Regions from separate parts of the Anas platyrhynchos genome. Here region 1 is linked to region 2. A link is a contact called in public Hi-C data. All regions are on one chromosome and are shown on one strand. Each heading gives the region's core, a stretch centred on a gene start, on an enhancer-like site or on the middle of the called end of the contact. The rest is flanking DNA. Distances are from core to core; before and after follow the strand shown.

What was found. A called contact is a pair of places that touch in the nucleus more often than the background predicts.
Region 1: a contact with region 2 is called in a Hi-C map of skeletal muscle, with 4 times the contacts expected there. The contact joins two enhancer-like sites. A contact is called at or near these places in 3 of 8 Hi-C or Micro-C datasets (F1 follicle, liver and skeletal muscle).

Annotation. Positions count from the first base shown.
Region 1 is chr3:60,732,580-60,738,574 of IASCAAS_PekinDuck_T2T, reverse strand. It overlaps MAP7 (microtubule associated protein 7), which reads right to left. Exons shown (of 18, transcript XM_027454472.3): 8 at 3,769-3,917; 9 at 1,530-1,645; 10 at 825-1,102. Among named protein-coding and RNA genes, the nearest start is that of BCLAF1, 54 kb to the left of the region's middle. Within about 2 kb of position 3,249, at least 1 of the 8 cell types and tissues checked has an H3K27ac peak or open chromatin away from gene starts, as enhancers often do.
Region 2 is chr3:60,634,520-60,640,573 of IASCAAS_PekinDuck_T2T, reverse strand. MAP3K5 (mitogen-activated protein kinase kinase kinase 5) reads right to left here. Exons shown (of 30, transcript XM_027454464.3): 25 at 4,888-4,993; 26 at 2,131-2,374. Among named protein-coding and RNA genes, the nearest start is that of MAP7, 9.4 kb to the left of the region's middle. Within about 2 kb of position 2,188, at least 1 of the 8 cell types and tissues checked has an H3K27ac peak or open chromatin away from gene starts, as enhancers often do.

The DNA of each region.
Region 1 (5,995 bases), core at 2,000-4,499, 97 kb before region 2:
TTTAAATTAAGATCCCAGGTAACCCATCCTGGGAATCGCAGTGGTCACAACAGCCATTCTATCCCATCCTTGAGACAGTTTTTACCATACTTACAATGGTCTAAAATGTCTGCTAGAACAGACCTACATTTTTCAATTTAAGATTCACCTTTTCCACTTCATACATTTTATGATCATTATTTTAGCTTGTATCTACTTTTTTTTTTTTTTTCCTGCCTTGCTGCTTTTCAGGGTTTGTAGATGTGTTGATTTTCTTTCTTTTTTTTTTTAATAACTTTTTCCCTGAAAAATTTTGCATGCTCCTATTTGCACCTGTCTGGTTCTCCTCTGCATTTTACTTTGTCCTGCCAATCTTCCCCATGATGCGGTACTCTTTCAATATCATAGGTAAGCTGGTACAGTTTAATGCTGTCAGTACCTCTGTACTGAGTGCCTAGCAGAGCTGGGGCATTCTGACCACGCATCTCGCCCTTACGTGGTGGCTCCTTGTATTGTTAGCTTTCAGACCACTGTTCTTCTACTTCAGAGTCTGAGAAATTGCATATTGTTGTGAGGGACAAAGTCCTTGGTCCAAAAGGTCAGAGAAGAGGGATGTGAAGCCACACTGTGCGAGGCAGGCCTGCCTGTTGTTCTGTCTGATGCAAACACAAGGGCTTCAGCCTGCTTACACTTCTCTCATAATGAACATACACCTGCAGGAACATTCTGAAGAATTTAGATTAACACTTGATAGAAAACTATTTAAAGCTACTTTCAGAGAAAGTGAAAAAAGAACATGAAAGATGTGCAGGCATTCCTTAATCTGAAGGGGAATCTCTCCTTACCTTGACCAACCTCTGTGTGGACAGCAACCTCTTCTTGATTTGCAGATTCTTCAGCACCTGCTGATGTTCCTTTACTCTCCTCTGTCCTCTCTTCAGTGACCTTTTCATCTGCCTTTTCTGGTCTTTTCTTCTCACTCTCAGGTTTGACCTCCTTTTTGACAGGCCGGATATTGCCAGGAGAAGGAGGACGTGCCTGAGCAGAGGACACTTTGGAGGAACCAGGTGAAGTTACCTGCTTGGGTGTGCCAGGCAAAGAAGGCAAAGACTTTGATGCATGCCTGTGTAACCACAAAGAGTGACAATCACTATGAGACACGCTCTGCTGGACACCACCTACATATCACCTCTACAAGTGCAATAGCTAAATACAGAACAACCTCTCTATTTCTCTGCTATCAAGCAGAACTCCTGGAGCAAGCGATTAGCTTTCATGCAAAATGCTTCTCTTTGCAACTCTCCAGAAGTGTGAGCACTGACCCAGCCAAGAGGGAAGAAAGCAAGTACATTCTTCATTTTACCCCATTCTTAAAGCAACATCAATTTCTTTTTCTAAAAGCAGTACCATCTTTCTTCTGTTGCAGAGAGAAAAAATCTATACCACCAAATAAGTTTGCATTGATTTTCCGGTGGAGACTAACATGTAATTAATACAACAATTAGAGCTGCCTATAGCTCAACCTCCAGCTAAGCATGTACTTGGCTTACCAAACTGGAGAGGGAGCTGGTGATCTAGTTTTGGGGTTGGAAGAAAAATGACCTCCTTTAAAGCTGGCTGAGAAGGTAGATGACAAATGGTCTCTCTCCTTTTCTTTTTTGTCAGTCTATAGTTCAGCAAACAAAAAGACAAAGTCAAGCCAGAGTTCACATGGCTAAAGAAAGCAAAGCAAACTCAGTTAAGGATGAGGGGTTAGGGGGCTGAGAAAAAGTAGTGCTGAGTCAGAAGTTTCTACAGCCTGTTTGACAAGTTCATTAATAAGCTTCCATAGTCTGACGCTGTCTGTCAGTAAATATGCAATCGACAACAAGAATCCTTCTTAATTATGCACTCTACTGTCTTTACACATAAGGCACTAATTTTTACAGAGGCAAAAAGTTACCTTCTAAATTTTGATCTATGCTGTTTGCCACACAGTGTCTTCCTCTGCTTCTTAAGTCTTATTTGTCATAAAGACCGGATTTCAAAAAAAAAAACAAACAAAAAACAAACCACTCCCCAGACTCCCACTTAGTTGCAGTCCCTATACAGCACAGGCTTTTTGTTTTCATGGTTATGCATCAACACCACAGATGCCCTGCAGCCCTGAAATATGGTACAACAGTTATCCTATTCTCTTTTTTCTTGGATGATTTGCCAGCACCTTTTTTTTTTTTTTTTCCCATTGGTTTTTATGTATCGTAGTGATTTCATCATTTTCATTCCTTATTTTTTATCTCATGATGAGAACTACGAAAGATCGTAGTTCGATGTTTAAAAACAAATAAACATGTTTGGAGTTGCAGCATGCAGCACTAGTTAAGAGCTCTGTAACAATTCTCTCTCCTGAAATGAAAATCAGTTTAACAACTGCAAAAGAATGACGGAAAACAACTTCATGAGCACATAAACCTTTGGTTTATTTTCATAAGTCCAAGAGTGTTTTTTTTCGTTTGTTTGTTTGTTTTTTATGTTATGGATACAATTAGTTATTTTAAATTGCCAGAAACATCACTTAATATTAGCAACAGGTGGTCCTTCAATCCAGAAGTTGTTACTTGAGAGTAATTAGCCAGCTATTTGCCAATATCATTTACTAGAGTTGTACTGATTAATATGATGATAATCACCCAAGTCATCTGAGCGTACAGAGCCAGAATAAATGAATTAAAATGAAAAATAATTTTGACTCACTAGCAAAAACTGTCTAAATAGGATCTACCTCATTGGTCCCGAAAACACAGCATCAGCAGATTTATTCTCAATAAAGCCAAAAACCTGAATTCCTACATAAGTTTACCGATAAAATAAAAGGTTCTCCATAACATGCAAGCTACTGAAAATAGCTCTTAACTCTGTCATTCGGTATTAACGTTATTCTTACATCATCTCCTTCACCAAAACATATCAAACTTCCTTCTTTTTAATTTAAAAACAAAACGATGAGAAAGACCTGAGAGGTGCCAAACTGATAGCCCTGGAGCTTACAATGTTCTCTTCACATAGTGTGAGGTTTCTCTACACATATACCCCAAAGCTATGCCTCAGCCTTGACTTCAATAGACTGTCATCTGCCTCAAAGATTAATACTGGCTATGATTCATGCTACTTTCATCTAACACTGCTTCCAACAAAGATATTAATAGCAGCACTGCCTCCTGCTGTTTTGCCCATCAGACCAAATGAAAACAGAAGCTCTGCTTACACAAATCATTTGCAGAGATGACTTCACACTTATCATACTCTAAAACTCAGGCTGCAGAGTACAAGAAAAATTATAACTACCTAGGTTCAGAAAATGGTATTTTAAATGAAACTGACTGCATCCTGTTGGCTTGGAGTGCAGTCAATATGAATTTGGTCTGCCTGTATAACAGGTGAAAACAGGTGGCTGGGGAAAAGATTCCTGTCCGGGGAAAGTTGCAACACCACCTTGGGTCTTAAAATCAGAGAATCCACAAGTGAAAAGGACAACTCTGCGTGGCAGCCTCTGTGCCTCATCAGAAGCTGAGGTACCTGCTCTACAAACATGGGTGTTTTTTCCAAGCAGATTCTTTAGTGTGTTATCAGGCTATGTCACCAGATAATGTAATATACACAGTTAAAATCCAACCAACAATGGAACAAACTGGGGGCTGTGGGGGCCTGCAGAGTTGAGTATCAGATTCATAACTATTCCTATTCCAGCAAGCAATTCAATCAGGTGGTTACGGCTTGAGACACCAACTTACATACAACCGGCATGCTTACCCCTGCAAGATGTGGTGTCCTCCTGCGTCCAATAGCATCAGTAGAGGCAAAAAGTTTTGCTCGGTCTGCTGCATTCCTACAGCTCATGCTCTTGTAGGACAGAGGGCTGATGGGGCTGCAAGATGCTGAACGGGGACAAATGGGGATAACTACGGTGTTGGTTGTTTTTGTTAATTATTAATTTTAATTAGAGAGCAGCAGTGGAGAATTGACAGAGGAAAGCCAGCAGGAAAAGAAACAATAGAGAAAGAGAAAAGAAAGAAGGTATTAATAAATAGAGGAATGACTAATTCTCAAATCAGAACCATAACTTGATACCTTAGCTTAGCCATGTGTATAGTAATGACACAATTCTAGTATGTACTCATGTACTTTTCCATTTGTAAACCAATAATATCTTTTAAATAAATTAAGATGTATGTCACATAACTGGGTAGTGGAAAATATTTTTCTGTTACGCTTTTACACAGCTGGTTGTTCTGAAAAAGCATTGGACAAAACAGCCTGTCTGAAATTGATTAGCTTAGTATATGCATTGACATGAATTTCAACTACATTGGGAATAAAAAACAATCAAACTAAAATTGAATTCCTATTAATTGGCCTTGGAAGTAGAGGAAAATAAAAGGAGACACACAAAGATCAAAACACACTAAGAGAAAACAGTTTCATCTGGGAAATCAGTGATATTGATTGTTTTCTACAAGTTTTAACAAGCGATGTGTTTTTTTAAAAAATCCCTTTTAAAGAATATCTGAAGCCTAGAAAAGAACTTTTAATATTTCTTGATAATGGTACAATAACAGCCATCTTGAACACATTCTTGACAGCAAAGTACTTTACATGTTACAAAAAGCAGACCGAAGACAATAAATCAGCTTGGAAATAAATACTTGAAAGAATAACCAGGAAGGCAGTTTTCTTTGGTTTGCACAAGGACAAAGACTATTACCAATAGATCTCTTGCCAATGGCAAATTATTAGGTGTATGGTGTTCTGATGGCAGTCTCAAAGAGAAATGTGACACTGCAAGATGCATCATTGGAAACTTGCAGTGAGGTATTCTCAGACTTTTTCTTGATTTACCTGAAAATTATATTACCGCTGCAGAGTTTTATTTGTCTGTTTCTGATTGTCTCTCTCCTGGTCATTTAGTATAGTCTTAGCATAATTATTATTCGGAACATTACTTGAAGGAAAAGAGTAGAGCTTCTATAGGATAGCTTCTCTACCCCTTAAAAAGAAATAATTAAAAAATGACATCCTCATTTTCCTAAATAGAAAACATTTCTTGCCTTTAGATCCCTCTGAGCACACTTGAAAGAACACACAGTTCTACACAGTTATTTCTTCCAGTCTTACTGCAGTACAGCTGCTGTTACAGCTCACGGACTTAACAGTACTTCATGGACTTAACAGTCCTAACTCTGCAAATTCTCCCACACTGAGAGATTAACGTTATGAATAAAGGAAGTCTCATGTAAATGTTATAAAGGGCACTCATGCTTGCCTTATTTATAGGGATTTACGTTTAATGAGGTATTAAAAGGTGACTGACTTGTAAAAATTGAAAAACAAGAAAACACCTTTTTTTTTTTTTTTTTTCAGTTGAGCATATCTAACCAGACAGGAGGCAGTGGCAAAACATATACTTAAACAGCTTATAATTTATGCATTTTTCACCCTCTGTGAATCAATTCTGTTGCTGCACGCTGATTATCTGAAGTTACCACAGAGGATGACATCATAAATGCTGAAAGACAAGCAGTACATTTTCATTTGCAAGGTTGCCAAACAATGCTATATGAGACACTCCCAGTGAATCAGGATATACCAACAGGATTACATACAGAGAGGAGCTTTTGGAGAGTTATTTAAAAAAACATTTTGGTTTTGGAGTTTTGTTTAAAAAAAAAAGATCCAGATGTACTCTTATGCTGGATGTCCCTAATAGTTCACTTAACTTCATTTTTAAGGCTATGAATCCACATTTAATTTGATTTTGATTTTTTTTTTCACTGTAATTCATCTTTACAGCCAAAGGGCAGGGTAATTTTCTAGGGCATAATGATAGGCTGGGACGAGTGGAGTGCTCAGAGCACAGCTGTGAGCCATTACCACCACCTGATCATTAATCTCCAGGAAGTGTCCTGCATGAAGGAACTGCAATTATTGCTCCTAGAGAATAATACCTGGAAAACAATGAAAAGATGGATTATTTTTCCGG
Region 2 (6,054 bases), core at 939-3,438:
GAACAGAGATTCAGCGGCCAACACCAAGTTGATCAAAGGAAAATAATCAGAATACAACAGAAAATTTGTAAATTTGTATGTGAAACTGACTGTAGTAATTTGTTATTTTAGAAAAGGTTTTTCTTTTTTTTTTTTTTTTTTTTTTTTAGTATAAAGGAGGAATTGTGAACAAAATGGGCTTAGAAAATTGGTTAAAGAAATTCGACCTTGATAACATATGTGCTTGTTATAGCTCATAAACCTACGACTTTCCAGTATTATAAAGTTCTGCCTTGAAAGAATCACATCTTCATCCCTTCCTTGAAGTCTGTCAGTCTGAGAACTATGCATAAACTGTTCCAGTTCAGTACTTATTTTTTGTTTGTTTGTTTCAGTGCCATATTCTTTTAAGTTTGTTAAGCAATGCATCTTTTAGGACACTGAAAGATAGGGACATTTTGGAATTCAGCTGGAGAATGGACTACAGAAGTACCCCACCCTGGCTTTGCACAGAAAAACTGTTTCTGACGTAATCACTTTGTAAAAGCATTTATTGCTACTTTTAAGGATATGAGGGGCACACAGGCCTACCAGCAGCATCGCTGCATTTGAGTACTTCCACGCCTGAGTTAACAATTGTTGAAAAATCTACCCTGCACGTGAACAGCGCTGCTCCGTCTCTCTCTACACACACCCACAGCTTGGTTAGTCACAAAGCAGTTTAATATTCTGCAGAGAGGAGTGAAGCCGACTTCCAGTTAATTTATTCCTCCTCTACCCATTCTGGTTGAAAAAGGCCTATGGGGCCAATAAAAATAATCAGCCATTTTCTCTTGGTAACTACTTGCTGCTTCTGCCAATAAAGCTTTAATTAATACTTAAACTAAACAACTGCCCATATTATTTACCTCAAGATTTCTGTGTGAATGACAGGATGTGATTATTTGGTCAAAGGCTTTGCATTTAGGAGATTTACAAAAGCAAGGTGTTAGGTAACAATACTTCTACAAATGGATCACTTCTGATGCTATTACTTCCCAAGTCTATGCTGGGAAAAGTGAAGCAATCCAAGCAATTTTTTTGATGTTGGTTTTGAATATATCAGTAAGGTAAACTATTTCTGTGGTCATCGAAAACTAAAAAATGAATTGTAAGGTGAGAATTCAAAAATACTCATACTCTATTAAAAATAGTATATATAGCGTAGTACTCTATGGCAAAGTTTCTGGACACATTTAAAAGTAAACTGCAATTTAGCATTTCAATTCAAATTGGGTCAATAAGTACGCAGAATGTGCTGGCAGCACATAAGCATAGCAACTGTGTTATTGAAGATATGTTCTCCCATCAAGGTCATACTCAAAATTTACCGAGGTCAGTGAGAAATGCAGTGTCCTAAGTCAGGTGCTGCAGAGGCTAAAATATTTGCTCTAAGCAGACTATCTGGTATATTTTAATGAAAAAACAATTATTTATAAAATTATAATTTGGATAAAATAATGGGAATCGTATCTGTTTTTATTTAAGAAAATAAAAATCCATTCTACCTGAAAGTAGAATATTTATATTTCTGAAATATCCAGTTTCTGGATCACTTACTTTAAAACACACATTTTTTGATTTTTCTTTGATGAACAGATTGGTGTTTGGTTTTCAAAGAAAAATGTAACGCTTGCTTGTAAACACAGATCCTGCTGCAGTGAATTCTGCACACAAAACATCTCAAAATTTCCTTGTTCAGTTCGTGTGCGGCTGTTGACTAGCTTGTGTTTGTTCTCCGAGAATAACTACAGAAAAGAACAGTGAGTTCTGCCATAATGGAAACAAAACATAACACCATTCATCAGCCATATACAGCATGTGAAGGAGAGAAAAAGCAGAAACTTGGCAGCAAGCTCAGTTTTTCCAGACCTTCCTTGAAAGGGCACCTGAAATCGAGACTGACTTGACTTCAACTTCCATCACTATGATTCTGAAATTAATAAAGCTAATGTGTAGTTGTGACTGGTCATGTACAATGGCCATCATTTAAAGAAATGAGTTGCAGTGCTATGGAATTGATACCATTGCTACTATTCTAGCATATGTATTTCAAAAGCAAAACGATATGTAGTCTCAAGTAGGTTAGTGTCTCCTGATGTCCAGACTTACCTGTTAGTCTCTAATTTTAGCCTGCCCAGCTGGACACTCAGCGTCCTGTGAGCAGCCTGGGAGTCATGGGATACCGTAGAGCTGAGTGTGCTCACACCTGAGGTAGCTATTGCATCTTCCATGACAATGCAAGGCTGTTGGATAGTTTGATTCTGGGGCTGGTCGTCTTGATCTTCTTCAACTTCTATATCATCTTGATCTGCTGCATCACTTTCCGATGCAAGACTAAAATGTGGCCTCAATTCTGTTAGAAACATTAAAATTAAGGAAAAAACAGGAAAGATAAACATTAAAGCAAGAGCACACCTAAGTGACTATCTAGGGATCATCCTAAAGTTTTCAATTATTATTATGATATTAATATTGTTATTCACCCAATGTAAGGTCACACAGAGCAAAGAATACTGCATTTGATCAGAACTTGCAGTATGAATGCTGTCTGTTGTCTAGTGCAGGATTGATTGAGGACTTGCTGAATTGCATGGGAAATTTACTGCTATTCTCTTATTTTTGGTGAATGGCTACTACTACATATGGTAGTTGAGAACAGAACTACCTTACAAATATTTCTATTAATAACATGTATTTATGCCACATTACTGCATTAGACTTATGTTATAGCTATCAAGAACAGCTGTTATGTCTTTCAAATAATAACTGCAGCTGACCATGAGTTTGAAAGCTTTAGATTTGAGGATTACCTTGGAAAAAAATCTGTTTTCTGGTACTAAGGTCCATGCAGCACCACAGGTACTCTTGTTTTACTCTATTCTCAGTGGTGTGCTATTTCTCATGTGTCTGACCTTAGTTGTTTTATTAAATAAATAATCATTATTTATTATATCCAGCTATTCCTGTTGTTGCTGTTTTGGCATATTTAGCAGCCTCTCATTAGAGGAATATCATGCTTACAAAAAAAAAAAAAAAAAAAAAAAAGTATCCAAATACACAGAGGAAATAAACAGACCTCTTTCCCAGCAATGAAGGTGGCACACTTCCTCCCCCCAATTATCAGAGAGAACACTACCTATTGTGTAGTGATGTACATCCACAAAACCATGGACACAAAGCTACACGCATACTCTGTTTTCTCTTATTCTTTGTTAGAACTACCTACGAGAGTTTACCAGCTATGGCAGATGTGCACACAAGGTCTTATATTCCTACAAAATTTATTATTGCAACAACATCTGTTTGTTAATTCTAACCCTTTAATATAAATCCTCCTTCCTTCCTTCAATTGTGGCTCCTTAAAACACTCCCTTTAGTTTCCTCATCAAAACATACTTTTTTTAAAAAAATCACATTTGTTTCATAGTTTTTTGTCCTTTCCTTTCTGCTCAAGAACTAACAAGCAAATTTCTCTTCTTTTCAAAAGGGGTATTCATGCCTTGATTCTAATCATCTCTTCATAAGAGAAAGCAGATTTATTATATAGCTGTTCCATGAATATAATTTTTATCCTAGGCAAATACATCTATGTATGTTTTTAATTTTTATATCACACTACTAGGAACTGAAGTTAATTTTGCCATTGTAGAGCAAGCACCAGTAAGTGTAAGTATAGGACATCTGTTTCTTACTACTCCAAAAGTACCCCACAATTTTTAAAAGTCTTAAACCCAGAGACTAATCTTCACATCATCCATGGAAGAAAAACCACAAAGAAGAGATCAGACAAGCAAGGGGAAGCAGTCAGAAGTATGGTAATACAATTAGGGAAGAGGTGGATGATCGTCACCTGAAAGCTACTGGGGCACTGGGAATTTTAAGATTGACCTGATACCAATAATGCTGATACTTGGCTGCATGGGGATAAGAGCTCAGCAAGGAGAAATTCTGCAGTGCTCCTATTATACAGCAAAAAAGTACATGTTTTATATGATATTCGGTGTTCTAATCAAAAGCAAGATTTTCCCTAATGACTTAAAAGTCTCACAGAAACCCTTTATGCTTCGCTGGTTGTACTGGGAATATGGAAAATAAGCAGAACAGGAAGAGCTGTAACTTATGTTGGAATCTATAGATTCCCTTGTTGACAATTTCAGTCTTTAACCCATTGCAGAAAACAGAAACTGAAGTATTTTTGACTCCAGACTTAGAGCATTAAACCACAGATTTGAAAATTTCACCACTAATTCCAGTGCTAGGGAATAAAAATCACAACATTAGAAATTAAGATGCAGCAAAGAAATGAACTCTGCAAATAGGCAAACAATAACAGAATGGTTTACATTTCTTCTATACAGAATTCTCCCCTCAGCTAACCTCATTCTACCTCAACAAAATTCAAAATACAATATTCAGTCTACAGGTTTTGATCTATTATTTTCTTTAGACAACTTCTGATGAGGAGACAGAGAGATTTTTGAGTATTTAAAATAGCATGCCCTTAACCTGCGCTTTGTAAAACACCTTCTGAAAAGTGGTATGTGCTGGGCAAGTTGTCCATCCTTCGGATTTCAAGAGGCAGTACTGTGCTACTGTGCACCTAAATAAAATAAGGCCCCAGAGTACCTTTGTCTGCTGCTGCTCACTGGGTTGCAGAACTGTTTAGAGGACACATCTTGGAAAGGATAACTTTCCAAAATAACTTGGACAACATGCTTATCAGTGTTTAAGTTGCAAAACAGATGGTGAACAGGAAAATCTCACTGCTGGTTTCAAATTCTTAAGTGAAGCATCATAATTGCAGCTTTAAAGCACATTTAAGGAGATAGGTAATTCATACTTGCCGAGTAGTAAGAAACAACTCACCTGGGACCAGAATGGTAATAGCTGTCTGCACGGCTTTTCTAATTATGCTGTCCAATGCAAACATCCAATGTGGCTTGATGTTATGATTTCGGAGAACTTTATTTACCTAGAAACAGAGAATTCAATTCAGAGATTACATTCTCAACAATCTGAAACTGTAATTTACATCAGAACTGTGTAAAGTGTTTGAACTTAAAGATGCTGTATCAAACAGCTGATTTAAACTATTTCGTGTTTACATTAAATGCAGAAAATGTTCATAAAATAGTGGATGTTAGCAATGCTGTATGTCAGACAATATTTTGCGCTTTTTTTTTTTTCCTAAATAAAATACCAGTTCCTGTGTTAGGTGATTTTTGATGACTAATACCAAAGTTTATTTAACCTTCGCAGTCATGGACTGAAACTGTAAAAAAAATTCAAGTCCATGACAAAGACCAAGGACCATATTATGAAAGTCTCACAGCTTAAGCTAATTAACCTTGTTACTTTTTCGTTATGGTTTTCACTGTTCACTCTGAGCAATACTTCACTATTTTAAAGGATAATTGTAGGAAATACCAAAGAACAAATGTAATGCTTTTCCCCCTTGATTCAGAAAATAATTTAGATAACCAGGGGATTTCATTTCTATGTTGTGCCATTACCTCTTTCCTTCTATTTTTAACTTCATCTGATGAGATAGGTATCTACACTGGGTTGCTCCTAATCCTCTACAGACCTGCTTTCAAACCATGTTTAGCCATATTCCTGAGTGCCCCTATGGATACTCCATGTTAGACATGGAGTATGGATACTCCAGATAATTTCCAACTCCCCCGTGACAGGGAAGAAGCAAGTGGGGTGACAGCTCTACGATGAAATACCCAGTCAGAGCATCCAGCAATAACACATAACAGCTTAATGCTGTTTTTCAGGCATGGAAGCTGTCAAAAGCACAGATCTGCATGAGTAGAACTCCACAAGTTACAGGAAGAGACAAATCAAATGGGATTTAGAAAGCAATGAAGCTATTCAAAGCCTTATTGAAAAAACAGTAGCAACTACAGTTTGTTTAAAAAAAAGCATCAAGAAGGTGGTTCATTCTTGTCTTCCTGAAAAAAATGAATAATTTATTTCTTTCATATTGTTAAAGCCTCTCTGTAAGAAAAGTGAAGTAGCACATAT